Regions from separate parts of the Macaca mulatta genome. Here region 2 is linked to region 1. Evidence: chromatin contacts called from public Hi-C data. All regions are on one chromosome and are shown on one strand. Each heading gives the region's core, a stretch centred on a gene start, on an enhancer-like site or on the middle of the called end of the contact. The rest is flanking DNA. Distances are from core to core; before and after follow the strand shown.

Region 1 (7,221 bases), core at 1,742-4,241:
TTCACAGTAATTATGCCGTGGTGCCTTTTCTCCCTTTTTTCCTTATTTGTATTTTTTTAGTCTTAGTCTTTTTTTTTTTTTTTTTTTTTTTTTTTTTTTTTGAGACAGAGTCTCAAACTGTTGCCCTGGCTGGAATGCAATGGCATGATCTCAGCTCACTGCAACCTCTGCCTCCCAGGTTCAAGCAATTCTCCTGCCTCAGCCTCCCAAGTAGCTGGGATTACAGGTACCTGCTACCACGCCCAGCTAATTTTTTGTTTTTTTTTTCTTTTTCTTTTTTTTTTTTTAGTAGAGATGGAGTTTCACTATGTTGGCCAGGCTGGTCTCGAACTCCTGACCTTGTGAGCCGCCCGCCTTGGCCTCTCAAAATGCTGGGATTACAGGCGTGAGCCACTGCCCCCAGCCCAGTCTTTCTACAAGAAACATGTTGTACTTGTATAATAAAAATATTTTTTAAATTCACTAAAATAAGGGGGGGAAACAAAAGACAAATTCATTTAAGTGTACTATATCCAGTGTGTTACAGGATGATAATAGATGTTTCATGAAAAACTAGTCCAGTGATGAAATAAGTTGGAAAACATTGAGTTAAACAAAGCTAACTGGATTTATTCCCCGCAGGACTTCTTGGAGCTTTTAATATCCTGGTGGGTCTTATGATCTTTAAGAGGGTGCTATACCTAGTGATGTTACCAGGCTTATCTCATCTCTGGATCCCCATTCTTAGGAATATCTCTCCAGGAATATTATCTGTGGAACACTCTGGAAAACCCTGTTGCCAAGCTCAGACCATGTGCAGAATCAGGGAAATGCTCAGGTCTCATTAGGCCAAGTTCTAATATGATTTGCAGAGTTGAATGAAGCCTTGTTGGGTTGGGAAATTTGAGACCACATCAGCCATTAAATGAGAAACACTGCTGAGATCTCATTGGCAGATTAAGATATATGGCCGGGTCAATTACGGATTTTCCAATTACAAGATGTGGAAAGGTAGAAGGACATTCCTGGGCATTTGGTTAGTAGGATCACTGAGCTTTTGGTTCAGCACAGATGATAAGACTTGGATAAACAGAGGGAATTCCCTGAACCCCAAGGGAATGAAATATTGTATTGGTTCATTTTGTGTTGTTATAAAGGAATACCCGAGGCTGGGTAATTTATAAAGAAAAGAAGTTTATTTAACTCTCAGTTCTGCAGACTGCACAAGAAGCATGGCGCCCACACCTGCTTAGTTTCTGATGAGGCATCAAGAAGCTTTTAGTCATAGCAGAAGGGAAGGGAAGCCAGCATGTCACAGGGCGAGAGAGGGAGCAAGAGAGCAAGGAGCAGGTGCCAGGCTCCTTTAAACAACCAGCTCTCCTGTGAATTAAGAGTGAGAACTCACTCATTACCATGGGGAGGGCACCAAGTCATTCATCAGGGATCCGCCCCCTTGACCCCAACACCTCCCACTAGGCCCCACCTCTAACACTGGGGATTACATTTCAACATGAGATTTGGAGGGGACAAACATCCAAACCATATTAAATATACTTGCAAATAAAACAGTCCAAAGGAGCATAAAAGGGATAATGGAGAGTGGGTTCAGCAGACAGATCAGGGCTCCCTATATGCACTTGGGCCTCACCAGCTCGAGGGCTGGGCCTCCAACTGCCAAACCTGCATCTGTTTGCCTGAGGGCTCCCTCTGGCCATTGGAGCCTGCAATGACCAGCAGGCCAGAAATGCATGAGAATTGATGTGTGGCAGCTTGAAACCAGTGACTGGTGGGAACTGGCGAACAAACACCCCAGAGCATCCCACCTTGTAGGCAGGATGGCCCTGATATGCACTGGCTACAATGGCTCCCAGAATTCCTCAAAGGCTAAATCTCCAGGTGCCCATAGGGGCCTCTTGTTTGATAACACACCGTTGGTTGCCTGCCTTTCCATCTCTGTTTTACTTTCCTTAGGAAACAAGGTAAGTTCTGCAGGAGTCTCTACTCTGGCTAGAAAGCCTGATTTCCTGGGTTTTCATGATGCTTCAAAGCAAGATTTGTACTACTGCAATGAGTTAAGAACAGTTCCATTTTGGCCGGGCGCGGTGGCACACGCCTGTAATCCCAGCACTTTGGGAGGCTGAGGTGGGTGGATCACGAGGTCAGGAGATCAAGACCATCCTGGCTAACACGGTGAATCCCCATCTCTACTAAAAATACAAAAAATTAGCCGGGCGCGGTGGCGGGCGCCTGTAGTCCCAGCTACTTGGGAGGCTTGAGGCAGGAGAATGATGTGAACCCAGGAGGCGGAGCTTGCAGTGAGCCAAGATGGCTCCTCTGCACTCCAGCCTGGGCGATAGACCGAGACTCCGTCTCAAAAAAAAAAAAAAAAAAAAGCAGTTCCATTTTATTTCTGACAGAGGGCAGCATTTCGTTTTCTTTCAGAGAGAGATGTATTCCTGGGCTTGCAAATGACTCTAGCTCAAAATAAAGAAAAAAAAATTGAAATGAGGATTTTAATCACTGTGAAGGGAACGAAAGGCTGTGTCAGCGTTTCCATGGTAAGTGCCGTCTTTCAGGGATTTAGCATCCCAGCTGTAAAAATATGCTTTATGCTAGGATTTGGCAAGAGCAAGCCTCAGTCACTTAAAACCTATATATTATTAAAGATTCTTTCAATCAAGTCGGAAACGTGACTCTGTAAAAATGCCACAGAATGCTCCTCTGACCCTTGCGACTGCCAACTGCTGCCTGCCACGTTCCCTGCCAAACCAGCTCAGCACTGAGAAGTGGCAAAGGCGCAGCAGCTGGACCTCCCCAGAGGGTGCTTTGCGTTCTGGAAATGGTTCCGCTGAGGAAAAGGGCCTGGTTCTTTGTAGAGGCTAAGTGCAACCTTTTAGGAGGTCCCGCCTGGGGGTTTGTAGGTGGCTGTTCTCTGAGCACTGGCTCACTTGCTCCCTCTCCTGCATCCCAGGCCCCAGGGTTACTCAAGGGGAAGGAAGTGTGTCAGCACAGCCACACAGCACCCTTGGCCCCTGGGCTCGGGATGCCGAAGCCACTGCAGACAGCATAAGTGGAGGAAACTCAGGTTGAGCTGATGGGAAGCCTTAGACTTGTGCTGATTTTACCTGGCAACCCGGGCTCCCGCGGTCTGAGGGGAAGACAGGCGGCTAGTTCAAGTCAGCAGCCAAAAGAGAAAGCAAAACAGGGCTCAGTCTGAGTTTTTATGTCACATCACATAAAAGCCACCTCTGCTTGGCTTTAAATAAGACCAAATTTGCAGAAACTTTGGTATGTCCTTTATTTGAAATAGGGCTGTGGAGGTGGTGGGCACCTGGGGGAGGGGGGCGGGGGGGTGCTCTTTATGATAAGAGAAAAGGTAAGAGCAGAATGTCACTTTGTACAACCCAAAATGAATCCTTAGTGTGGTGCCAGTGGTGTTTATCAGGTCTTAGGCATTAGCAATTTAATCTTTCCCCTAACACAGCAAGTGGTGCATACTGTGATTTCCATTTTTAAAATGAACGAATCGACACCCAGAGGTTAGGGAATTCACCCTTATGAAGGTCTCATGGACAGTCAATAAGGAGCAGGCACTTAAAGGCAAATCTTTATGACTCCAAGTCATGGGGCTCCGTATATTGCACTTAGGAGCAGGCACAAATTCTTCTCCCAGGAAACAGTGCAGGAGCAGAGTTCCAGGGTTCCACCAGCCCATCTCCTCACCCATCCCCAGGTGGTGGGCATCCTGGCACAGTGCTCAGTGTGCCCCAGCCCCAGCAGATTTCCTGCTGTTAAGATAGACAATGGCTGCAGAGGACAAGGCTAAGAGCAGCTAAACTCTAAAGCATTTTGATTGCTAACATTTTTTGAGTGGTTATTGTCTACCAGTCACAGTTGGAAGCACTGTATATCTGTTACCTCTCTTAGAACCACTCCCAGTAACTGCCTGAGGTAGGTAATAGCATTGTCCCCATTTTACAGGTGAGGAAACTGAGGAACAGAGAGATTAAGTAACTTGCCCAAGGTCACATAGCCAGTAGGAAGTGGAGTGGGATTCAAGCTCAGACAACTTGACTTCCCAGACCAAACTGAGGACTGGTGTCCTGTGTGGGGAGCAGGGGTGAGGGTTGAGGAGGGTGCACTTCCCCAACCTCTGAATATTCACACAGGGTCTAGGTGTTCATTGGTAACCCAATCATAAGTGGCTGGGCTGGACAGGACTTCAAGCCAGCCAGTCCCATCTCTCATCTTCCTATTGACCGTGTTGATTCTGTAAGAGGCAAGGGCTGCCTGAGGGTATCCTCCTGTCCTCTACAATGCGACACTCTGGGCAGAGCCAGAGTGGAATCCTGAGTCTCCTGGGCCTCCTGCTTCTGCAGAAGACAAGATCTTGTGATGGAGTCTCCCATGAGCAGGGTAAGGCAAGGTTCTCCTGTACTTTGTCCCCATGGTGACTCAGGTGAGATGGCCTGTGAAAAGCTGTGACTGGGTGAGTTACATTCAGAGTCTGGGCAGGGCTCCTGAAGGCTATCCTGTGCCCCTCAGACAAGCCAGGTTTACTCCCCTCCTCCATCTCTCAGTCTGGAGAAGGAAAGAGATCACACATAGCTGGGGGTGAGATGGACATAATTAACGGTTCGAGAGTGCATCATAAAGCAGAAAAACTGATTCCTGTTAGCCTGGGAGTGCCATCCATACTACCCGAGGAAGATGGGATCACACAAACAATTGTACAAGGCAATAACACCCCTGATGCTGAAGCTGTAACGTCTATTACACCGAGACATTTTGGTTATGACTTCATCATGCATTTCTGAGTTGGTCTAAGTTTTTCATTGGCACTTAGATATATTGGTTTATAAGGCAATTAGTGGAATTGAACCTTTCAAAGAGTTCAGGCTCTTCATGTGGGATGTGGTGGGGGAGAATGGGGGAGATGGGAGGAGAGAGGAATAGAGAAAAGCTATAATATAAACAAAAGAAGAGCAAATAGTGGCAAATATTGGAAAAGATATTTATTCTCACTAGTAATCAAGGACATGTTAATTCAAACAAAAAATGATTCTTTGCATTTTAGACCAGTAAAGACGAAAAAGAATGACCAAACCCAATTCTGCAAAGGAGACGAGTATGTTATTGAAGGGACCACACTGTTATTACCTTGCTGGGGTATAAACATTTTAAGCATTATCTCCTTGATCCAGCCTGAAAAATGTATTTAAGAGTAATCAGACAAATGCTTAAAGGACATGCTTACAAGAATGTCTACAGTGGTATTGTTAGACTATCAAAAAAGGAAAAACTGCTGAGTATAAATTAATAGGGGACCAGAATGGCAGAGTGAGAGCCTTCATAAATCTGTTTCTTCATAAAAGTAATGAAAACACTGGCCAAAAAAATTGCTAAAATTAACTTTTCCTTAACTCCAAAAATCAACCAAAAGCTTGCAACAATACAAGTTTACTTAAGAAGAACTACTGAACCTACATAAGAGTAGCTATTTATGGCTTTATTTTTTTTTTTTTTATTTTTTTTGAGATGGAGTCTTGCTCTGTTGCCCCAGCTGGAGTGCAGTGGCTGGATCTCAGCTCACTGCAAGCTCTGCCTCTGGGGTTTACGCCATTCTCCTGCCTCAGCCTCCCATATGGCTTTATTTTGTTTTACTTTTTTAAAGACAGGGTCTCACTCTGTCACCCAAACTGGAGGGCAGTGGTGCAATCATGGCTCACTGTAACCTCAAACTCCTAGGCTCAAGCAATTCCCCCACATCAGCCTCCTAGGGAGCTGGGACTACAGGCCCATGCCACCACACTTGACTAATTTTGTTTTATTTTAATTTTTTTATGGAGGTGGGGTCTCACTATATTGGCCAGGTTGGTCAGTTTATGGCTTTGTGACCTGACCTACTCCCAACAATCAATGCCTAGTTCTACTGTAACTACAAAAAGTGGCAGCCTTGCAGCTACCAGGTGGGGTTTAGAGCATCTAAAAAAAGTTCTATCCCTAAAGCATCCACACTAAAGAGCAGGACAAAAATTTAAAAGAAAGATTTAGGAAATGAGATGTCCATAACACATTTTGAAACGTTTTGACAGATCCCTGGGGATCCAGAAAACCACATGCACATCCAGAACTATGCACATGCCTAGGAAAAAAAGTGAAAGGGCCTCATCTCTCATCTCTGGCTCACCTCGAAGCTCTGCACAAGTAAAACAGGAAAGCTAAGGCTGAGGGGTAAACTGCTTGTGTATTGAAAGCATGCCTCAATACACACACAGTCCCGTGGGAAGGATGGAAGACTTATTGGTTCAAAGCATTTAAACTAATCTCTGACCAATAATTAACTGACAACTAAGCCACTTAGTAGAAACTTCAGGGGCCACACACTACAAGGAATACAGACTTTAGAGAAGTAATCCAGAAAGGTCACTAAGTAAACAGTAATAACAACAATAAACCCTGGGAAGAGAATAAATCTGATTTTCAGACCTACCACATTATATGTCTAGTTTTCAACAAAAATTATAAGACATGAAAGAAGCAGAAAAGTATAGCTAATATCTAAGGAAAAAAGCAATGGGCAGAAATTATTCATAAAGAAGGCCATATATTGGATCACTAAATGATGACTTTAAATCAGCTATTATAAACATGTTCAAAGAACCATGTCTTAAGGACTAAAGAAAAATATTACAATGTCCTGTCCCAAGGAGGTAATTTCAATAAAGAGACAAAAATTATAAAAAAGAACCAGGTGGAAATTCTGGCATCAAAAAGTACAATAGCTGAAATGAAAAATTCACTAGAGAGGCTCAACAGCAGGTTTTAGCTAGCAGAAGAATGAGTAAATTTGAAGATAAATCCATTGAGATTATCAATTCTGATCAAGAGATGGAAAAAAGAATAAATAGAAATAAACAGAGCTTCAGAAACCAGTAGGAGTCCATCAAGTGTACCAATATATGCGTAATAGAATCCCAGAAGGAGAGAAGAGAAAAAGTGCAAAACACTATTTGAAGAAATCATGGTTAAAAACTCAAATTTGATGAAAAACATTTAATCTACACATCCAAGAAGCCCAATAAACTCTAAGCAAGACAAATTCAAGTCAATATACACCAAGACATATCATAGTCAAAATCTTGGAAACAGAAAAAAAACTCACTACATAAAAGGGATTCTTAATAAGATGAATAATGGACTTCTCATGAGAAATGAAGGTCAGAAGGCAGCGTGATAATG
Region 2 (7,221 bases), core at 1,446-3,945, 340 kb after region 1:
CTGACGACATTATGTTGAGGGAAATAGGACAGCCACGAAAAGACAAGTACTGTATGACTCCACTTGTGTCAGATACCTAGTATAGTCAAAATCATAAAGACAGAAAGTAGAGGGGCTGTTGCCAGGATCTAGGTGGAGGGGATAATAGGGAGTTACTGTTTAATGGGTATAGAGTTTCTGTTTTACAAGATGAAAAGAATTACAGAGGTGGATGATGACTGTGGTTGCACATTATGAATTTATTTAATACCACTGAATTGTACACTTAAAATGGTCAAGACAATAAATTTTGTATTATGTATATTTTACCACAAAAAAAAAATAACTGGGAAAAAGGAAAATATGCAAACTAATGGAGAACACTACAGTTATGGATGTAGCGATCCAGGCATTGGTTAGAGAGATCATTTTATACAGGCAATAAAATCAAGCTGTTAAACATGATAGGATTCAGAAATCAGAACAATATGGGCTCCCTCTAGTGGTTTAAAACACCTTTAAATACTCTCATACTGAAAGGAAGATTCTAATTTATTTTGATTTCTTGGTGGGGGGTGGGGAGAGAGATCACCTAATTATTTTCTTCTTGGGAAACCCAAGTCTTACAAGTAGATCACTACTAATATTCATCCCAGGAGATGAGGAGAGGGGAGTAGGCCCATAGATCAAATGTGATGTGATGGCTCCAAAGCCACAAGGCAAGTTATCTACTTCCTTCAGGATCCATCAGAAGCTTAAGCAGCCATGAATGAAGAGAAGGGGGCAGAGCTAAGCCATATGACAAGGAAGACAGGACAAAGAGAACAATATTAGTCAAAGGGGGAGTGAGCTATCACCATAACATAAAAAATGAATTTTCTCATGTGGCTATGAAGACATCTCTGAAAAAAACAAATAAAAGAGTTTCAAACAGGTTTCAGGCCAAGCCCAGCCTAAGTTTATAGGCTGCCTTGGCTGCTCTGACAGTTAAGATTTGTTTGAATTTCTCAATGCGGTCATACAAAGAGAGGTCTCATCACTTCACAGTCATTTATCCTATTAAAAACTGTACTCTAATCAGGTGAGTTTTATGATTTTAAGGCTGAAAGAGGATTTTTTTCACAGTATAGCAAATCTTAGCAAGGCTGCCATTTGCACTGAAGGTTTGAGTCTTGTTGTATAACACCTTGTTATATAAAATCTTGTTATAATAAAGTGTTGGGGATTGGCCGGGCGCGGTGGCTCACGCCTATAATCCCAGCACTTTGGGAGGCCGAGGCAGTGGATCACCTGAGGTCAGGAGTCCGAGACAAGCCTGGTCAACATGGTGAAACCCTGTCTCTACTAAAAATGCAAAAATTAGCTGGCATGGTGGCAGACACCTATAATCCCAGCTACTCGGGATGCTGAGGCAAAAGAATCACTTGAACTCAGGAGGCGGCGGTTGCAGTGAGCTGAGATTGCGCCACTGCACTCCAACCTGGGTGACGAGTAAAACTCCGCCTCAAAAAATAAGGATGGATAGATAGATAGATAGATAGATAGATAGATAGATAGATAGATAGATAGATAGATAGAGTGTTGGAGATCTAAAGTGTGATCTACAGGTGAAAAAAACCAATGCAAATAAATCAAAGGCAAAGGAGAAGCATGAAATATCTCTGCCAAGAAACGTAAATAACAATTATGAAGCAGATGGGCAATGTAATTGGTACCTAGCTGACTGCAACTGTAGCTGTCTATGATGGCACAGTTTTCTGCCATTGCTAAGAGAGTTACTGTTCATAAAAAATCACATTAGTTTATGTAGTTTAGAGGAAAAAGTCTTTTCAACAAAATATCAGAGAAATGACAGAAAGAAAATTATTCTTTTTTTTTTTTGTTAAGATGGAGTCTTGCTCTGTCACCCGGGCTGAGGTAGAGTGGCACGATCTCGGCTCACTGCAACCTCCGCCTCCTGGGTTCAAGCAATTCTCCTGCCTCAGCCTCCTGAGTAGCTCGATTACAGGCACATGCCACCACGCCTGGCTAATTTTTGTATTTTTTGAACTCCTGACCTCGTGATTCTCTCACCTTGGCCTCCCAAAGCGCTCGGATTACAGGTGTGAGCCACTGTGCCCAGCAGAAAGAAAATTATTCTTGAATCCGTTTCAAAAAATTTATCAACCAGTCCAAAGTTTCTTTCAAAGAAGATGGTAAAAATCTGAACAAAGTTCTTTTGAATTCTGTTAAGTGCCATGAGAGTTGCTCTGGTTTGCTTTAGTAAAACTTAAGTAGAATGCATGAAAACAAAAGCAGCCTCTGGTATAGTATGAGATAGGATTAGCATAAATAAAATGCCATTGAGTTTTTAAATACTATCTAAGTTCTACACTAAATAGCATGCCACTTACACTTGAAAATAAATGTAATTAAGTACAATGTTTACGGTAATTTCTATAAAATGTTGGGCATCAGATCCCCAGTTAGAATCAAAATTTTCTGTCACATCACTTTTGCTATGAGAAAATAAGATTCAAATTAAAATTGTTTTAATTGTCAGAACATTTTTCTGCTGAGCATGAGGACTGCCTATAGGCTGGATTCCCTCAACACTATTTCACTAGTAAATTGACTAAGAAGCATGTGTTTTTCATGAGATGTCATCATCTACATGGGTTTACTCAGGTACCAGTGAAACCCAAAATTATACCACATCAAAGCCCTTTATGTGAGGCATGCTTCAAAGCCTCAGTTGGCTTTCTTACTCATCAGGAATGATATAACACATTTTCTTCACATGCTCTTTTCAGTAAGTCATCTTTCAGATCACAGAACCAAAACACTGTCATTTTGTGATGGATATTCCAGAGAAGGAGGTGACATACACATTCATGAGGTCAAGAAATGAAAAACTGTCAGCCAGTGGGTTTGAATTTGTTATTATTCTGCAGTTTTCACATTATTTATTTATGTTCAACTAAATAATATGGTCCCTGAGGGCAAAGATTATACTTTATTCTCCCTATAGGGCCAGGATATTATGAGTATGTATAATAGGGCTAAAAGATACTTGTGGAAGAAATTATTTTATGTTTCAATCTGTAGCAGAGAGACATGTGCCTTGTTTCTCAGAACAGCTAAAAATGATAAAGGATTTAAGATGTAAATTATTAAAGAAACAAAGAAAAAATATTTCCCCCAAATTCCGATGATGAATAAAAGATGTTTAAGATACAGTGTTCCTGCAAAGCTATAATTTTGAATGAGTACACTTTAATGCATTTTACTCTATGTGTGTTAATCCTCACCTTTAAAATAAAGATATAATGCTCTTACAGTATTATCTAGGACTTATTTGACACGAACCATTCTCAGCGTCATCCTTGTCTCAGAAATGACAATTCCATTTGTGAAGGTGCTCAGGCCAAACCAGAGGGTCATCTGTGATGTCTCTCTTTTGTTACCCCTCACCTCCATCATATTATCAAATCCTTCTTTTTGCCTTGAAAATCTATCCACAACCCACCCACTTTGGCTACCTCCACATTTCCTGCCCTGGTCCAGGACACTATTGTCTCTGTCCTAAGTCATTGCCATGGCTTCCTACCTGGTCTCTCTGCCTTTGCTCATATCCTGTGCATTTTATAGTCAACAGAATATCCAGAGGCCCCCCCTCCGCCAGGTATCTGCATTGCTTTCCCATCACTCACTCCAGGTCTTAACCCAGAAATCAGTCTCCCTAGGACATTTTCTCAGACCAACTTCCTTAAAACTGTACCACCACCCCTACCATGGTACTTCCCATTTCCCTTCCTCACCTTATTTTTCTCCTGAGTGGTTATCACTGATTAACATACTATACATTTCATCTCGTTATCATCTATCTTCCCCCCTAAAATATACTCCACGAGTACAGAGGTTTTCCTTCCTTCTGTTCACTGCTGTATCCTCACTGCCAAGTAAAGTGTCTGGCATCAAGTAGGTGTTAATATATCTATTGAATTAACTGAATGAGTTCTAATTCCTACTTATTGGAAGATTCTAGAAGTCATGTCAGTTTCATAAGAAAAAAGGTGCTTTTTGTCAGTAGGCTTGGTATCATTATCTTTTTATCTACCCAAGAGTTGATAAGTACATTTCTCTCCGTATCCATACAGCAAGGAAAGTCACTGGGTACCTTCTTTCACTAGAGTCAGATACCACAAAAAGAAGGATGTGAGAAATTTTCTGGACTGCCCTTCGTAGGAGACAGGGTGGGTTGTATTCTTCCCCTTCCCCTTCTTCACAGGAGGGAACACGAAGTGTTCATCGAGGCTCAGGCACCTACCACAGGTCCGGGCCATGTGGGAAGCTGGGGCACAATCCTTACCCAGGGCTGCTTCTTCAACTGGACACAACATGCAGATGGGTCAAACGTGCAAGGCATACCTCCCACAACCCCTGCTGCTGCTGGTCCCTGGAAGTTTAGCAGCAGACTAGCCAGCACTGCCTGGATGCCCTCATAGCTAGGACTGACCCCTTCACAAGAGACAAAAGAAAAAAAAAAAGGAAACACAGCAAACCTCCGATGGTGGACTGTAGGAGAGTGACAACGGACACTCAGGAAAGGCATATCTCTAAATCCTGAAGGATGAGGGTAGCCTTTTCTTCTCATAACTGGAGAAAATAAATATACAAGCTCAGGGATTTTCTCTGTGGGTTCTAGGGGGCCGTTCTGTCACTATTCTATGATAAAAATGAAATGCCATCTGCACACAGGTCTAGTTTTGAAGAAAAAGGGGAAGATTATATAGTTAGCATGAAACAGTTGAAGAGCATAAACAATTGCCAACAAATGCTTGCAAAAAATGTGATCAAACGAAAAGGAAATGTTCTAGGTGTTTGTAAAAGGCAAGGGAAAAATGTGAAGTTCCTTATTAAAGAACACTAGGAACACTGAAATAAAGTATAATTTTAATGCTTTACAATATTTTTCACAACCAAGAAAAAGTTTATGTTGCTAAAGAGAGAGTAAAAGTCAAGGGGCAGAGGGTAGAGAATAAAAAAGAATAAAAATAATTAAAACAGAAAAATGCTCTAATTCTAGTGAAGGTACTTCTCCCCATTTTTCAAAAAAGACCAAACATTAAAAAGTCATGAAGAGACCTCATTGAAATTAAAAACTTTTCAAAGCTTATGTGAAGCTACAGACTCGGAAAAAGTATTTGCAAACCACATATCCAACAAAGGAGTACTACCTAGGATACAGAAATATTTTTAAAAACTCAACAACTAAAAAAACTCATTAGAAAATGGGCAAAAACTTCAGCCATTGTGGAAGACAGTGTGGCAATTCCTCAAGGATCTATTACTAGAAATACCATTTGACCCAGCCACCCCAGTACTGGGTACATACCCAAAGGATTATACATCATGCTGCCATAAAGACACATGCACATGTATGTTTACTGAGGCACTATTCACAATAGCAAAGACTTGGAACCAAACCAAGTGTCCATCAATGATAGACTGGATTAAGAAAATGTGGCACATATACACCATGAAATACTATGCAGCCACAAAAAAGGATGAGTTCATGTCCTTTGTAGCGACATGGATGAAGCTGGAAACCAGCATTCTGAGCAAACTATCGCAAGGACAGAAAACCAAACACCGCATGTTCTCACTCATAGGTGGGAATTGAACAATGAGAATACTTGGACACAGGAAGGGGAACATCACAAACTGGGGCCTGTCATGGGGTGGGGGAAGGGAGGAGGGATAGCATTAGGAGATAAACCTAATATAAATAACGAGTTAACGGGTGCAGCACACCAACATGGCGCAAGTACACATATGTAACAGATCTGCATGTTGTGCACATGTACCCTAGAACTTAAAGTATAATAAAAAAATTAAAAAAAAGAAAATGGGCAAAAACATAGACGTTTCACTGAAGAGGATTTAGCAATGGCAAATAAGCACTTGAAAAGCTGTTCAACATCATTAGCCATCAGGAAAACACAAAGTAAAACTACAATGCAATATCACTACATACCCATCAAAATGGCTAAAATAAAAATTAGTGATAGCACCAAATTCTGGCAAGGATGTGGAGAAACTAGATCACTCACACATTGCTGGTGAGAACATAAAATGGTAAAACCACTCTGGAAAATAGTTTGGCAGTTTCTTATAAAACTCAACATGCAAATACCATTCAACCCAGCAATATTACCTTTGAACATTAATCCCAGAGAAAGAAAAACTTACTTAATAAAAAAACCAGTACTAAAATGTTCATAGCAACTTTATTTGTGATAGCCAAAAACAGGAATCAGACCAGATGTCCTTCAGTGGGTGAATGTTTAAACAAATTGTGGTATATATATATACCATAGATAATAATTAGCAATAAAAAGGAATAAGCTACTCGTATGCACATATATTGAATGAATCTCCAGGGAACTCTGCTGAATGAAAAAGTCAACCCCAAAAGGTTATATACTGTATGATTTCATTTATATAACATTTTTGAGAGACCAAAATTTTGGATATAGAGAACAGATTTTGGTGGTCATCAGGGGTAAGGAATTGGGGTGGGTGAGGAGTCCCATGGTAATGGAACAGTCCCGTATTTTGATGGTGGTGGTAGATACATGAACCTATACATGTGACAAAACTGTAGAGAACTAAACACAAGGCCAGGCACAGTGGCTCACGCCTGTAATCCCAGCAGTGTGGGAGGCCAAGGCAGGTGGATCACCTGAGGTCTGGAGTTCGAGACCAGCCTGGCCAACATGGTGAAACCCTGTCTCTACCAAAAATACAAAAAATTAGCCAGGCGTGGTGATGCATGCCTGTAATCCTACCTACTGGGGAGGCTGAGGCAGAAGAATCGCTTAAATCCAGGAGGCAGAAGTTGCAGTGAGCCAGGATGGTGCCATTGCACTCCATCCTGGGAGATAAGAGCAAAACTCTGTCTCAAAAAAAAAAAAAAAAGAACTAAACACAAATATACACACATAAGTACAAGTAAAACTGGGGAAATCTGAACAAGATCAGTGGATTGTATCATTGTAAATATACTGGTTGTGACACAGCTCTGTAGTTCTACAGAATATCACCATCCAGGAAACTAGGTAACAGGTATACAAATCTCCGTGTATTATTTCTTACAACCGCATGTGAATCTCCAATTATCTCAATAAACATTTAAATTAAAAAAAAAAATCATGGAGACATTATGGCACCTTCTCCCACATCCCTGAGACCTAAATG

The links. Hi-C and Micro-C count contacts between places; a contact is called where the count stands out from the background.
Region 2: a Hi-C map of CD4 T cells shows a contact between it and region 1, with 5 times the contacts expected there. The contact joins two enhancer-like sites. A contact is called at or near these places in 5 of 14 Hi-C or Micro-C datasets (CD4 T cells, blood, fetal cortex germinal zone and 2 more).

The regions. Positions count from the first base shown.
Region 1 is chr2:106,499,495-106,506,715 of T2T-MMU8v2.0, forward strand. No RefSeq gene overlaps it. Among named protein-coding and RNA genes, the nearest start is that of POMGNT2, 57 kb to the left of the region's middle. Within about 2 kb of position 2,992, at least 19 of the 40 cell types and tissues checked have an H3K27ac peak or open chromatin away from gene starts, as enhancers often do. A contact at or near this core is called in CD4 T cells, where this site is marked.
Region 2 is chr2:106,841,701-106,848,921 of T2T-MMU8v2.0, forward strand. The region is part of intron 11 of ANO10 (anoctamin 10); the gene reads right to left. Among named protein-coding and RNA genes, the nearest start is that of ANO10, 97 kb to the right of the region's middle. Within about 2 kb of position 2,696, at least 5 of the 40 cell types and tissues checked have an H3K27ac peak or open chromatin away from gene starts, as enhancers often do. A contact at or near this core is called in CD4 T cells, where this site is marked.